Regions from separate parts of the Sus scrofa genome. Here region 1 is linked to region 2. Evidence: chromatin contacts called from public promoter capture Hi-C data. All regions are on one chromosome and are shown on one strand. Each heading gives the region's core, a stretch centred on a gene start, on an enhancer-like site or on the middle of the called end of the contact. The rest is flanking DNA. Distances are from core to core; before and after follow the strand shown.

Region 1 (7,181 bases), core at 550-3,049, 140 kb after region 2:
AAGACCCATCCACCAATGGAAGAGTATCGGACCACACCTGGTTGTTAAATGTTCCAGGAAGGGGAGAATTTCTATTTGTATTTCCCTGGCTAGGTTTCAACCCACTCTCATATCTCCCAAGACTTTTTACCCCTCAGAAATCTGGGAAGGCGATCACTATCTACTTAACAGATGAGGCGCAGGGAGGGCAGCGAGCTGCCAGGGTATCACAGTGAGTTGTGGAAGCACAAGAAACTAGTGGTCTAGCCTGGGCTTCTTCCCAGAACCCCAAAACCCCAGAACCCCAGGCCAGGGTGTGGAAGGGTGAGGCGCAGACAAGGGACACTGGGCAGCTCAGAGGATCGGACTTTGGCCTCTTGGCAATAAGGAAGAGATATGGCAATACCTTCGGGCTGCTAAGGCTGGGCCAGGACTGGGAGGCTGTGCCAGAGGAGAAATAGGTGGGCAGTTTCCTCCTCAGGGCCCCAGAGAGCAGGCCTACTCCCTGGAGGCTACAGCTCCCCTGTCCCTCGTCCCCATCCCACCACCCCCAACACCCAGAAGCAGCCCTCACAGTTAAACAGATCTAGATTCAAGTCTCTGTCATTGATACATGCTGTGTGCTCTTTGAAAAGTCCCTTTAACCTTTCTGGACCTCGATTTTCTCACCTGTAAAATGGGGTAATACTCTTTAACTCTCAGTATTGTTCCAAGGACAGAAGAGAGAACCCTCATTTATGCATCTAAAAGCAGAGACATTTAAAAGGACTGGGTCCCCAGCCTAATTCCAGATGGTCCAAGACTGGCTTAAAGAGACTGCCTGACACTGATAGAGAAGCCATGTGCAGGTCACATGCACATTGTATGCCCAACATACAAAGCATACGCATTCAGTGGACATCTGGTATTAGATGCTTCAAGCCAGCCCCTGCCCTCAGGGCCACTGACCACTGGGGTGGGGGGTACAGACTGTGAACTGATGCTGCCCAGATACCACAGAAGTGCCTCCCAGAGGCCTGCTCTAGGGGCTGAGAGCCCAGGGAAGGAAGCCGCAGCACAGCCACATTGGAGAATGTGGGCACAGAGACCCACTACTCCACCACTTCCCATTGGTCACTCTTACTGAGTCCATTCCTACACGTTGTGGACAAAGAGGACTCGAGTCATCCTGGCACACTAAAGGGGCACAGTAACCAATAGCGGGTAACAGTAAAGCTCCTACTATGTGCTCCTGCTAGGTCTACCCTTCATCTGTAAAGATAATCTAGAGGGTTTTCAAAGCGTTTGATCTCATTTTTGTAGCTCACCACGACTTTAGGGAACAGGAATTATAATCCCTGACTTTCTGACGAGGAAACAGAGGTACTCCCCATCCCCCACACCCCCACACCCCAACACATAGTGAAGTAAAGCACCTTGCTAGGCGTGGGGAACTGAAGGCCAGGGCAAGGACAAAATGTGATTTTCTTGAGGTCACACAGCAGGTGCAGGACAGACCCTGGTTCTCCAGAGAGTTGAACTTCCCCATCCTCTAGAAAGAAGTGGATTCCCAACTTTCACCCTGGGGCTTTCCTGTCCAGGTGCCCCCACCAGGTCATGGCAACCGCGCATCTGGCCCCCATCTCACGCCCCAGCCCAGACGATCGCGGCTCCTCTAGGGCTCAGTTTTCATCTGTAAAATGGGCATCCCCGAAGCCGGGCGGGTTAGGAGCAGAGGGGAGCGGCCGGGCGCCGCCGGCACCCGGGGCTGGCGCGGGGAGGTGGGGCCTGCTCCGTGATTCAGCCGGGCGGGCCAGGAAGGGCTGCCCAGCCAGTCAGACCGGCCCGGGATGCAAACGAGCAGTCAGGTCCCTCCCGGGGTCGGGCCGCCCGGGGGGTGACGGGAAGGGAGGCCGGCCGGGCGCCGGGAGCCCAGGGCTCGAGGCGGGAAGTGGGCGCGGCGCGGGCTGTGCTGGGCGAGCGGCGGCTGCGGACCAGGATGAGAGCCGGGCCGCCCGGCCGCCCGCAGCGTCTGGAGCCCCGCTGAAGCCGCCGCGGGGACGCCGTGCGGGAGCCGAGATGTGCCAGCGCCTGGGTGAGCCGCGGGGGACTGCGGGGCTGACGAACCCGCCCCACATCCTTGGCAGGGGCGGAGCAAAGGAGTGGGAGCCCGGAGCCCCGGGATTCAGGCCGCCTTCTCTGCATGTCACTTTCTGCTCTGGGCCTCAGTTTCCCCAGCACCGAGCTGGAGCCGGGGTGGGGGGGGCGGGGGTTTGGCTGCCGGAATCTTCTCCAAGTAGCTCCTCGCCCGCCCCCACTTTCCTGCGGACGAGGGACCCCCAGGTGGGAGGAGAGCAGCGCCCCCTCGCTCAGAAGGGAGAGCAGAGGGAGGGGGGTTCAGAACCCAGAGAGTTCCGAGCCCGAGGCTACCTGCTCTTTGCTTCCTCAGCGTCGCCAAGGGCTCCCGCTTCCATAACCCTCCCACTCCCCCAACCAGGCGGAGTGGGAGGGGCCGTTGGCAAACAGGATCCAGGCCGAGGAGTGAGACCGATGTGTCCCCTCCTCTCACTCCCTGGACACAGAGATGCTGCTCTTGGGCATCAGACAGACCTGGGGGTGGGGGGCGTCCCTACTCCAGTCAAGAGATTGTGTGAGCCTTGGTTTTCTCATCTGTAAAGTGGGAAGGGTAGCACCACCTCCTGGGGCAACAGTGAGAATGAAGTTAGCTCCTATGGGGCAATCACGGGCTTGCCACTCTGCCAACCCCATTGCTGAGGGCTCCGAGGGTGGTAACGTAGAAGCAGAGAAGCCTGGGGCTGTCCTGAGACTCTGTCCAGTGCTCCAGGCACAGCTCCAAGCTAGTCTGACCTAGTCTTGGTCGTGAGGCGCTGTTGTTCCTGAGCCCAGCCCTGAGCTGGGTGGTGTCTGGGTGGCCAGGTGGGTGGGTGGTTGGGATAAAGTGGGTCAGGCCCCTGGGATAAAGCTGCCTTGCCTCTTCCTGTTTGCCCAGGAGTTAATCTTTACAATGCCATCCAGTGCCACAGTGCCTGCTCTTTGATTTTCCTGAATGTGATGCAGCTACAGAGGGTCCTGTAGGCTCCCGAGGTCTCAGAGACCCCCTAGACCAACCCCTTCCCATTTTATACATGGGGAATCTGGGGCCCAGAAAAGAGAGAGGCCGGTGTCACACAGAGGGGCTGTGACTAAGTAGCCCCAGGCCTCCCTGCTCCCTGGAGACCTGCTCTTGGCACCTGGCGCCCAAGAACATCCAGTCCAGGGATTTCTTTCTTCCTTTCTTTTTAACTACAGAGTTCCCTTCTGTGAAATATAACCCAATTCTTTCTGCCACAGCTGGGGACACTGAGGTCTAGGAAGGGACGCAGGGATTTCCCAAGGAGTCGCTAAAGGAAGAGCGGGGGGGTGTTTAGCTCTAGGGGCCAGGAGAGACTTCCATCTCACAGAGCTGGCTAGAGTGAGGGTGGTGGGCCCAAGGGGCCAGTATGGTGTGTGTCCTAAGGGCAGAGCCAGGACCCATGGGGGACATTCCAAAAAGCAGATCTGAAACAGCCAGGAAGAGGGCTCCCTGGTCCTGAGGGCATGTAGCCACTTGGACACTCAGAATCTGCACGTGAATGCCTGATGTTTTTTTGATCCCAGCCTCCCCAGCTTACCTTGTCCCTGAACCAAGAGCTTGGTTTTCCCAGCACCCTCAGAGTATGGCCCACTTTGCCATCAATGTCCTCATGGGGCCCTCCTTCCCCACCGGGAAACAGGGGTTATTCTTCCCATATGACAGATGAGGAAATGGAGACTCAGAAGTTTGAGCTTCTTGGGAGTTCCCATCGTGGCACAGTGGTTAATGTACCCGACTAGTATCCACGAGGAGACGGGTTCGATCCCTGGCCTTGCTCAGTGGGTTAAAGATCCGGCGTTGCCGTGAGCTGTGCTGTAGGTCGCAGATGCAGCTCAGATCTCTGAGTTGCTGGGGCTGTGGTGTAGGCAAGCAGCTGCAGTTCTGATTCAACCCCTAGCCTGGGAACCACCATATGCTGCAGGTACAGCCCTAAGAAGACCAAAAAAAAAAAAAAAAAGTTTGAGGAGTTCCCGTCGTGGCGCAGTGGTTAACGAATCCGACTAGGAACCATGAGGTTGCAGGTTCGATCCCTGCTCTTGCTCAGTGGGTTAAGGATCCGGCGTTGCCGTGAGCTGTGGTGTAGGTTGCAGACGCGGCTCGGATCCCGCGTTGCTGTGGCTCTGGTGTAGGCTGGCAGCTACAGCTCCGATTCAACCCCTAGCCTGGGAACCTCCATATGCCACGGGAGTGGCCCAAGAAATGGCAAAAAAAAGACCAAAAAAAAAAAAAAAAGTTTGAGTTTCTTGCCCTGAGTCACTTTAGCAATTATGAATTGAGTATCCTACTGTGTGCCAGGCCCAGTCCACTGCTCTGAATCCCGCACTGGACCTGACCCCCGCCCAGCGAACTAGGGGGCTCTTTGGGGCCTGGACAGCTAGCTCTCTACGGTACCTTAGGGTTTGGTGTGGAGCGGGCAGTCAGTGAACATTGATGTAACGAATGTATGACTGACAAAATCAGTAGATGTGAAGCTTAGTGGAAGGATCATATGTCTTGAGCTAGAGATCTGGGTCCAAATCCTGACCGTGCCACTCATGACCTTGAACACTAATAAGGACTGTTACCCTTTATAAAGTCCCACCTGTGTGTTTTTCCAGCCTTAAGAGTTCCAAGGATGCTCATGAAAGCACTGTGAACCCCTTTTCCTGATGAGGAAACTGAGGCTCAGAGAATACAAATCACTGGCCCCAAGTCATCTGGTAATAGATTTAGAACCCATGTCTATCACTCTTGTCAGGTTCTCAGTTTCCTCCCCCGCCCAGCAGGATGTGCCCCACCCGTGACCCTGACATGGCTGGCTGTCCCTCAGGTGGCCTGAGTGCGAGTGACTTCCGGAAGGTGCTGATGAAGACGGGGCTGGTGCTGGTGGTGCTGGGCCACGTGAGCTTCATCGCAGCTGCGCTGCTGCACGGCACCGTGCTGCGCTATGTGACCGCCCCCCACGATGCCGTGGCCCTGCAGTACTGCGTGGTCAACATCCTCTCTGTCACTTCGGCCATCGTGGTATGGCCAGCCGGGGAGGGACCCGGGAGGAGGGGGCTGCAGGGGGCTGGAAAGGTCTTCGAGGAGTCCCCACCCAGAGCCTGGAGTGGGCAGGCAGAGAGCCCCAAGCACGAACTCCTGTTCTGCCACTTACCAGCTGCACGGGTCACCCAACCTCTATTTGCCTCGGCTCCCTCATCTGTCAGATGAGGATGGAAATGGTGTCCACCTCAGAGGGTCCTAATGAGTGTGGATTTGAAATCATCCACATAAAGGGCTAAGCCTAGTGCCTGGAACGTGGTTAGCACACCCTGCTGTGAGCTCGGATTATTATCACCATAAGGAAATGGTCAAGGCACTGCTGGACAGAAGGAAGGAGCATCCGCTCCATTCAGGAGGGTTCCCAGATGTGGAGGCCCCTGAGGTGGGTTTTGGTGGAGGAATAGCAGTGCAGCAACAGGCTGCAATGACCATAACCCAGGCCTGCTGGGGCCAGCAGGTAGGAGGGGAAGCTGGGATGGCATTTCAAGTACAGAGAGTGGCAGGTGCAAAGGTGTGGAGGCGGGAATGGATACGGTCTGTCCTGGAGACACCGACAAAACCAGTTTAGCAGGAGCTTAGCATGGGGCCTGGTCTATAGTAAGTTCTCAATAAATGGTAGCTGTGGTGATGACCGGATCAATACATGAATGAAGGGGCCTGGTGTTCTCAAGTTCATAAAGCCGTTTCCCACCATCAGAGGGAACATCTGCCCTTCAGTGTCTGCGTTCATCCCTGCCATCTCCTGGCTGAGGGACTTGTTTCTCTCTCTGAGCTGTTTCCTCCTTTGCAAAATGAAGCTTCGAGAGCCCCAAGGCTAGGGTAAGCAAGGAGCACAGGCCCCAGCAGGTAGGAGAGCCTCAATGGGTGGGCCAGAGCCAGGCTGTGCAGATATGTGCATTGTCCCTTGGAGTTACTCTTATTGTTGTTTGTTCCTCTCACCAGCCTTGTGAGGAAGGCAGGGAAAGCAGTGAGCTCGGGGTTAGGAGGTCTCCCAGAGATGGGCTCCAGGCTGGACCACTTCAGGTGTGCCCTTATTTCCTCAGTGAATCCCACAGCTCCCTGCAACATGGGGCCATTATCCCCACTTTACAGAGGGGGAAACCCAGACACAGGGATTCATCCAACCTCCTGCCGATACAGAAAAGCCACGCTGGATGTGAAACAATCTGTGACTATCGCCAAAGCCAGTAACCTTTCCATGAGCTCATCCTGCTGAACGGGACTCAGCCCAAAGAGTTTGTGGCATTTACTTGTGGCTGCACTGGGCATTAGAGGCATTGCTGGGTGCCCCCCCCCCCGCCCCCATCATCTCACCTGCCTCCTGTGGATCCAGCCCATGCCTAGTAGAGTGATGGCGTGAAGTAGTGAGCCTGGCTGAGTAGAACCCAAAAGATTCAGAGGCCAGCTGGTGGGCTAAACAGTGGGGTGGGTTCCCCTCTGGGGACCAGGGTGGTTAGGGAGGCCTGCAGGAGGAAGAACCGAGCAGGTAAAGAGCAGGAAGGCCATTCCTGAGAAGACTCTGTGTAGGTAGCGTCAAGGGCAGGCTATGAGTGTGTGTCCATACCCGAGATGATAAGAAAAAGAGACCGGTCCAGGATGGAGCTGAGAAACTGATGGGACTGGGACCAGTCACTGAAGGCCTGGTCTAACTTATCTTTTTACTTTATTTTACTTTAGGGCTGCACCTGCAGTATATGGAAGTTCCCAGGCTAGGGGATGAATCAGAGCTGTAGCCACCAGCCTACACCACAACCACAGCAATCCTTAACCCACTGAGCAAGGCCGAGGCTGCAGCCTCATGGATACTAGTCAGGTTCATTACTGCTGAGCCACAACAGGAACTCCTGGGCCTGAAATAACTTAAAATACTCCTAGGGATTTTGATTTCTGCTCCATAAGGTATCCTGGTTAATTTTCAAATAACACGTTTGTTTTTTAGTTCCTTGCCAGTTGAGTTACTTAGTCTTTCCCAAAACCTTTTCCAGTCCAGGGAGACATGAAATATATGTCCTGTGACATGGCCCTGTGGATACACAGGTCCCCATTTGAAAACAGCTGTAAGCAG
Region 2 (6,941 bases), core at 4,346-6,845:
CATGACGGGAACTCCTGCCTGTGTTTTTTAAAAGAACGTGTTGTGAATGGGGAGCTGCTATTCAATGCACATAAACTGTCAGTTCTGCAAGAGGAATAAGTTCTAGAGAACTGCTGTACAACGCGGTGCCCGTAGTTAACAATTCCACGTTACACAGGTAAAAATATAAGAAGGCAGATCTCATGTACAATGTTCTCACCACACACACGCAAAAACAAAAAACAAATAAAATAACCACCTCTTTTATGGTGAGAACAAAAAGTAGAAGGACCAAGGAAAGTACCCTACAAGGTCTAAATACATCAACACAGACAGGTCGCCAAAATCTGCTGGATTTAAAGCCATTGTGTTCCAGTACCGACCACATGAACATTTTTTTTTTTTTTTTTTTTCACAAAATCACAAGACATTTTGTATGTTTTCTATGGATCATATTGGTAAGTGTTTTTTGAATACTAGTTACCCACCAAACTTGAACTCAGGATGGCGATTATCTTTGGAGAGCTAAAACTGATATTCTGCTTTTTTTTTGCAAATAAATCAATGTATTATTTGAATAATTCAAAATGAATGTTTAAAATAAAGTGCTCACTGGATCCGGGAGATCGCTGGGGACTTGGTAAGAGGAGATTCCTTGAAATGATGAATGGAGGACAGGGAGCAGTGGTTTAAGGAGTGGAAACGGGCAAGTGTAGACAATTCAGTTGGCCATGAAGACAGAGCAAGGGATTGGGCTAGGGGACCATGTGGTGTCCAGGGAAGATGGGAGGATGCTGAGGGAAAGAGCAGGAGAGGACAAGGGAGGGGGCGGGAGAGATGACAAAGTCCTTGGGAAGCGGTGGGGGGAGGGGGGGCACAGAGCCCTGTGCAATGCCTGCCGGGTGCCTTGACCCTGGAGCCTGTCTGATACATGCATGGCTGTACACCCAGCCCCAGCTCACACCTAAACCTAGGTCAGTGTCTGCAAAGCCATGGTGCGTACAGCCTGGCCACCACTACAGCCACCAGAAGAGGGCAGCCTCGGCCTTCCAAGAAAAGCTGTGCCTCCAGGAGCCACCTCTCAGTAAATGCATGCACCCAAGAGCGACGTGACCCCACCTACAGGGAAGGGTCCCGGTTCTGCCATCCCCTCCCGAGGACCTTGGAGAAGACAGCAGCAATAGAGTCAGAGACCTTGTCATACTTAAATGGCCCCTGCCTAGTGCATCACTCAACCGCTGATGTCCCTCAAGCCTCCTTTCCTTATAGGGTACCTGCTTCCTCACAGGGCTGTTGTCAGAATCATGATGCTAATAATTACCTCACAGGGTTGTGGCAGAATAAAATGAGATCATGTACAGAAGATGCTTGGCAAAGCGCCTGGATCCCTTGGCAGACCAGAGATGCTTTTAATGTCCTCCACTGACTTCTAAGCCCTAGCACCCACGGCTCTGCCCTTCGGAGGCCAGCCCTGGGGGCCAAGAACAGTGCCCCCCTCTCTGGGTTTTCAGAAGCAGAAGACTCTAGTCAGTGGGCTTCAGTCCTCTTCTTCACGCCTAGACCAAGGGGGCAGGAAAAGAGTCCCCTTCCTCCTCAGTCAGAGTGGAGGCTTAGCATGCTGCAGGGGGGACATCCTAACCCTGTGACCAAGGACCCAAGGACTTCCCAAGTATGCTGCTCTGCAGCTGGCCCCCAGTTTCCTCAACTGCAAAATGGCCATCTCTCCCCTTAGACACCTCAAGGAGCTTTATGTGGGGCATGCATGAAACTAGGTGTGCAGAGCAAGAGCTGAAGCAAAGGGGCCCTGCAGGTGACACGAAGGAGGCCCATTGACCATGAGGACGTTAACATGCATCTCTGATAAAGGCGAATCTGTGTGTTCCACTATGGTGCACACTGCTTTCCCCGCTGGAATCCCTGCATCCCTGTATCCTGCCCAGGCAAGCTCTCCTTCTGTTTCCTCCAGAATCCCTTTCTAGAATCCTCCTCACAACACCCAGCTATATTGCTGACCAGGGCTTAAAAGGGGTTCTTCCTCAAAATAATCATGACTAATCATTAAAAAATAACAGTAATAATAATATCACAAACTAAATGCCCACCAGGCTTGCTGCCACCTCAGGGCTTTTGCACTTGCTGGTCCTTCTGCCTGGACTGCTCTTCCCCTGGTTATCCACCTGGCTGGATCCTTTGCTTCCTTCAGACCTTCGTTCAAATCTCAGTGAAGCCTTCCCTGGCCAAACTATCTCAGAGCACAATCCTCTCTCCCAACATTCACGTCTCTCCCCCACTTCCCTTTCCCCCTTTAATCTTCTTCACAGCTTTTACCATCCAAAATACCATAGATTTTCATCATTTAACTTGTCTGTTCTTTAGAAAGCAAGCGCCACGAAGGAAGGGCTTTTTTTTTTGCTTTGTTTTGTTCCCTTGCTAAATCCCCACCTAGGAAAGTCCTTGGCCTCACAGCAGGTGCTCAGTAAATGTTTGCTGAATGAATAAGTATGTCCAGAGCTGTACGCTGAGAAAACTTTATAGCTTTAAAGGCTTTTATGAAGTCAGAACAAAAGGAAAATAGAAAAGTGAAGCCTTCAACTCAAGGACCAAAAAGTCTATTTCACTCCACACTGTATTGCCAGCTCTACTTCGCAGTGTCTAGCACAGTGCGGGAGTTTCAGAGAATGAGAGTAAATAAGCAAAGTAAGAGAGCAGGAGGGTATTAAGACAACAGTGTCCATCAAATTAGAAATGCAGAACTGGCAACAACAAAACTCTAAAAGGATTAGTTAAGAAAATGTACAGTCACTTATTAAGATTATAAAAGAAAAAACAAAACCAATGATTAAAAAAGCTGGTTTGGTTTGGTTTGGTTTTAATTGGAAGCATACCACGTATAGTCCTGTGCTGAGAAATCTGCAAATCCAAAATTAAAAAGGTGACCCACCTACCAAGGGACACACGTGCTGAGAAGTCTGCAAATCCATTAAAAAGGTGACCCAGAGTTCCCGTCATGGCGCAGTGGTTAACGAATCCAACTAGGAACCATGAGGTTGCAGGTTTGATCCCTGGCCTTGCTTAGTGGGTTAACAATCCAGCGTTGCCGTGAGCTGTGGTATAGGTCGCAGATGCTGCTGGGATCCCACATTGCTGTGGCTCTGGCATAGGCCAGCAGCAACAGCTCCAATTAGACCCCTAGTCTGGGAACCTCCATATGCCGTGGGAGTGGCCCTAGAAAAGTCAAAAAGACAAAAAAAAAAAGTGACCCACCTACCAAGGGATGAACATGGTTCTGATTTGGAACGTCAAGGCTGGCAAATTCTAAGCTTGTTTCTCCCTCCCTCATCCCTTAAACCCCTCTCACATGGGTGGCCCTTCCCAGGAGGGCAGGGGCCAATTACAGGTCCCTCTGCTTCAGGTCCACCCACAGCAGCCAGGCCACGTGTGTGTTCAGTAGGCAGCGAGGGTCAGTGCACCAGTGGGGGGCAGGGGCTCACCTTATTGGCACAGCTGAAGCCCAGCCCCAGCTCAGCCAGGACCTTCAGCACGCCTGGGCTGCTGTTGCACTTGACAGCGTAAAAGGGTCGGACTCGTGGCAGGCACTTCAGAAAGTAGAAGTGCTTCCTCACTACAGCACCCAGGTCGGCCAAGAAGAAGGCAGCAACCTTGTCCTGTACAACAACAAGGGTGAATATGAGACCCCACCCAAGGACCTCCCAAGCCTCCTGCCTTAAAGTTCTCTGGGGCTCCCTCCCCAAGCCTACAGTACATCCCAGGCTCTGCCATCCAGCTCCAGCTCCTCCCCTCAGGGCAGCTCAAACTCCAGCTCTATCCTAGCCTTCATTCCCACCTGCCGTCCATGTAGAATACCCTTCCCCCACAACTGTCTGGCAAATTCCTAATCTACCTTCAAGATTTAGCTGAAACCCTGCTTTTTCCCAAACCAATAAGGCAACTCTGCCTTTAATGCTCTCATTGCATTTTGTACATACTTCCAAAGTAACAGAGCTGTGTATACATACATGCCTCCTCCAGAAAAACATTAATTCCTTGAAGACCAAAGCTAGAGCCTACAGTCACTGGCTTTCAATGAAGTCTTGAGGTAGTCCCACTGCCATGGCACCCATGCCCTTGGACAACTGGCTGTGGAGGGCTGAACATGTGTGTGGCCATGGGTGAGACCACATGACTTAACCCTTTCCTGGGATGCAGTTTCCCTTCTATGCAACACTTTTTTTACTGATGCCCACTTGGTGTCTGACTAAGTGTACTTATCAAGTATGCTAAGTAAGGTACAGAAAAGACCAGACAGGGCTCTAGTTCTGAAAGGGCTTCGGTCTGGATGAGAACTAACCCTTTAAGCAATTACAAGCCCATTCAGTAAATACTAAACAGGAGTTTCTACAAAATGCAGTGGGGGCTATGGAGGAGGAAAATACAAAATCTGCCTGGGGTAATCAGGAAAAGGTGACCCAGATGAGTAATAAGCAATGAATGAAAGTAGGTAAGAAAGAGAGGCTGGGAGATGGGTGTTCCAGGGAGAAGCCTGGGCAAAGGAGTGATGGTGGAGCACGTGGAATCACTGGAAAATATGAGTAGACTGGCCCAGCTCTGATGGAAGATAATATATACTGTGGGAAAAGTCAGACATGGGGCTATGAAGGCAGAGGGTTCTGACTTGGATCCTGTCGGCAGAGGGAAACTGCCGAAGAATTCTGATTATTATTATTATTTTTATTTTATTTTTTAAATTTATTTCATTTTATTTTTTTGCCTCTTAGGGCCGAACCTGTGGCATATGGAAGTTCCCAGGCTAGGGGTCAAATCAGAGTTGTAGCTGCTGCCATACGTATGCCACAGCCACAGCAATGCCAGATCCAAGCTGCATCTGCAACCCAGAGCACAGCTCACAGCAACACCGGAACCTTAACCCACTGAGCGAGGCCAGGGATAGAACCGGCGTCCTCATGGATACTAGTTGGGTTCTTAACCCACTAAGCCACAATGGGAACTCCCAAGAATTCTGATTTTGAGCAGAGCTATGATAAAGTTGAAAGGAGTGAAGTGAGGGAAAGAAAAGATTAGGGAGCCTTTAGAGATATGAGGCCTAAACTACCAAGTGAAATTCCAGAAGCGCACATGGCAGGGTAATTTAAGGAGGCCGAATCCACAGAGCTTAGTGGTGCCCAGCTGTGGGAGGGGGATGTAAGGACTCCCAGGTTCCTGACTTAGAGGGCTGGGCAGGTGATGGTGGTGTGTTTATGAAGGCGGGGGACACAGGAGGGGCAGGTTTAGGGGCAAGGACCAGGAATTTGGAGATAAAATGAGCCTCTCGCAAATACCAAGGACTGAATACCAAATAAGTGAAAGAAGATGAGGGCCCTAAGGGGCAGCTGGGCCTGCTGGGGGAACAGAGGGCCCACCCCCCCACTCCCAGACCCTCACCGTGGTGGCCTGTGAGGCCCCCAGAGTGAGCTCCTCCAGCAGGTCTCGGGTGCTGAAGCCCTCCTCCACCATCACAAAGTCCGTTTCACTCAGGTAGCCAGCCATGCCGAGGAGGAGGAGCCGGTGGGCTGGATGGAGCTGCCGATGCCTCCGGCCGCCTTAGAAAGTATGCAACACACTGCGGGGGAGAGTGAGGGGGCCGCTGGGGGCCTGGCCTTGGCTGCGCCCCTCACCTCCCCAGGCCAGGGCGCCTCGTCCTGTCACACCCTGCCCTCAGCACAAGCCTGGGGAGCTTAGGTTAGCTGGGACGAGTAAGAATCCTGGACCGGGACAAGGCATTATCTGTCTAGATGTCATTGCCTCTCTGAGCCTCAGTCCCCCATCTGTAAAATGGACGAATTGTTTTGGTGATCTTTTCCAGTTCTGAAATTCGAGTTTTAGTAAAAGGGAAAGAAAGAGAGAGAAAGGAGCAGGAAAGCCGAGTAGGTAAATTTCCAGGTGCCTCCCGCCATCCTGACCACGCCCACCTGAAGTGGCTGCGCTTGGCCCCACCTAGGAGTCTCCACTCGAGAACTGAGGTTAGGGTCTGCTCTCTTGCCGCGTGACCTTGGGTACGCCTCGTTCCCTCTCGGAGCCTCAGTTTCACCGTTTCGAAATGGGGGTCGGGCTGGTCCTGACATGCTAGTATTCTAAGCGTGCATGGGGGTTCCACCTGGTGGGTGGGGGTCCCGGGCTCCCAGGCAAGAACCCAAGGCTGAAATTCTGCCCAGGTGAGCCTTCCTGAGTGCAGGGCCGAGGTCCCGCCCTCCGAGGTCCGCTTACCAAGCCCCGTCCTCCTTCGCGGGGGCCAGAACCAGGCGCGCTGCTAGGGGGGGTCACCGGTAACCTCGAAACTTGTGCAACACCCCGAGAAGGAGTGGCAGTTGCGGAGCCGAGGCCCCTGCTGAGAGGAGGCAAGAGGGGCCGGGGAGCAGGTCAGCACTGGAGCCGCGAGCGCCCGCTCCCCAGGCTCCCCGAGCCACTCCCCGCACTCGCCTTAAAACGCATTTACACGGCTTCGGCCCATAGGTCTCCCCAGCGAGTGAATCGGATCCTCTGCGCCTCCGCTCGCTCGCTCCCCCAGGCTCGGGCCCCGCGGCCTGCGCCCCGCCCGCCCAGCAGCCACTGACCCCACGCCCCGCCTTCTGCCCGCAGCCCGCTTATATAAGCCCCGCCCAGACCCCGCCCCTGGCATCCAGGCCCCGCCTCTGCTCGGCCACCCTCCGTAGCCTTGGCAACTGGGTGCCGGCATCCCATTGGTCGATTCCGACATAAAGCCTTCAGCTCCGGGGTCCGCTCCGGAAGGCTGATCCTCAATCCTGCCGAGCCCCCTCCACCGCTATCCTACACTGGGAAGTCAGAACTGCAGCGCCGCCAGCTCAGAATCCGACCATCTACACGGTGGGACCCTTAGCTTCTAAATCTTGGATCTTAGAGTAAGGAGGAAGCCAAGGAGGTTTCCTGTTTGCTTCCGCCTTTTCTGG

What was found. Promoter capture Hi-C pulls out the DNA fragments that hold promoters and counts their contacts.
Region 1: a promoter capture Hi-C map of skeletal muscle shows a contact between it and region 2, with 4 times the contacts expected there. The contact joins the promoter of TMEM54 here to the promoter of AZIN2 in region 2. A contact is called at or near these places in 3 of 5 promoter capture datasets (fetal liver, fetal skeletal muscle and skeletal muscle), 2 of 47 Hi-C or Micro-C datasets (fetal liver and retroperitoneal adipose tissue) and 1 of 2 datasets of contacts at active chromatin or transcription factors (alveolar macrophages).

What each region holds. Positions count from the first base shown.
Region 1 is chr6:89,198,572-89,205,752 of Sscrofa11.1, reverse strand. TMEM54 (transmembrane protein 54) reads left to right here and starts at 1,799. Exons shown (of 7, transcript XM_013999129.2): 1 at 1,799-2,053; 2 at 4,858-5,095. The coding sequence starts at 4,859.
Region 2 is chr6:89,345,514-89,352,454 of Sscrofa11.1, reverse strand. It overlaps AZIN2 (antizyme inhibitor 2), which reads right to left and starts at 5,595. Exons shown (of 11, transcript NM_001123193.2): 1 at 5,419-5,595; 2 at 3,471-3,644. The coding sequence starts at 5,523.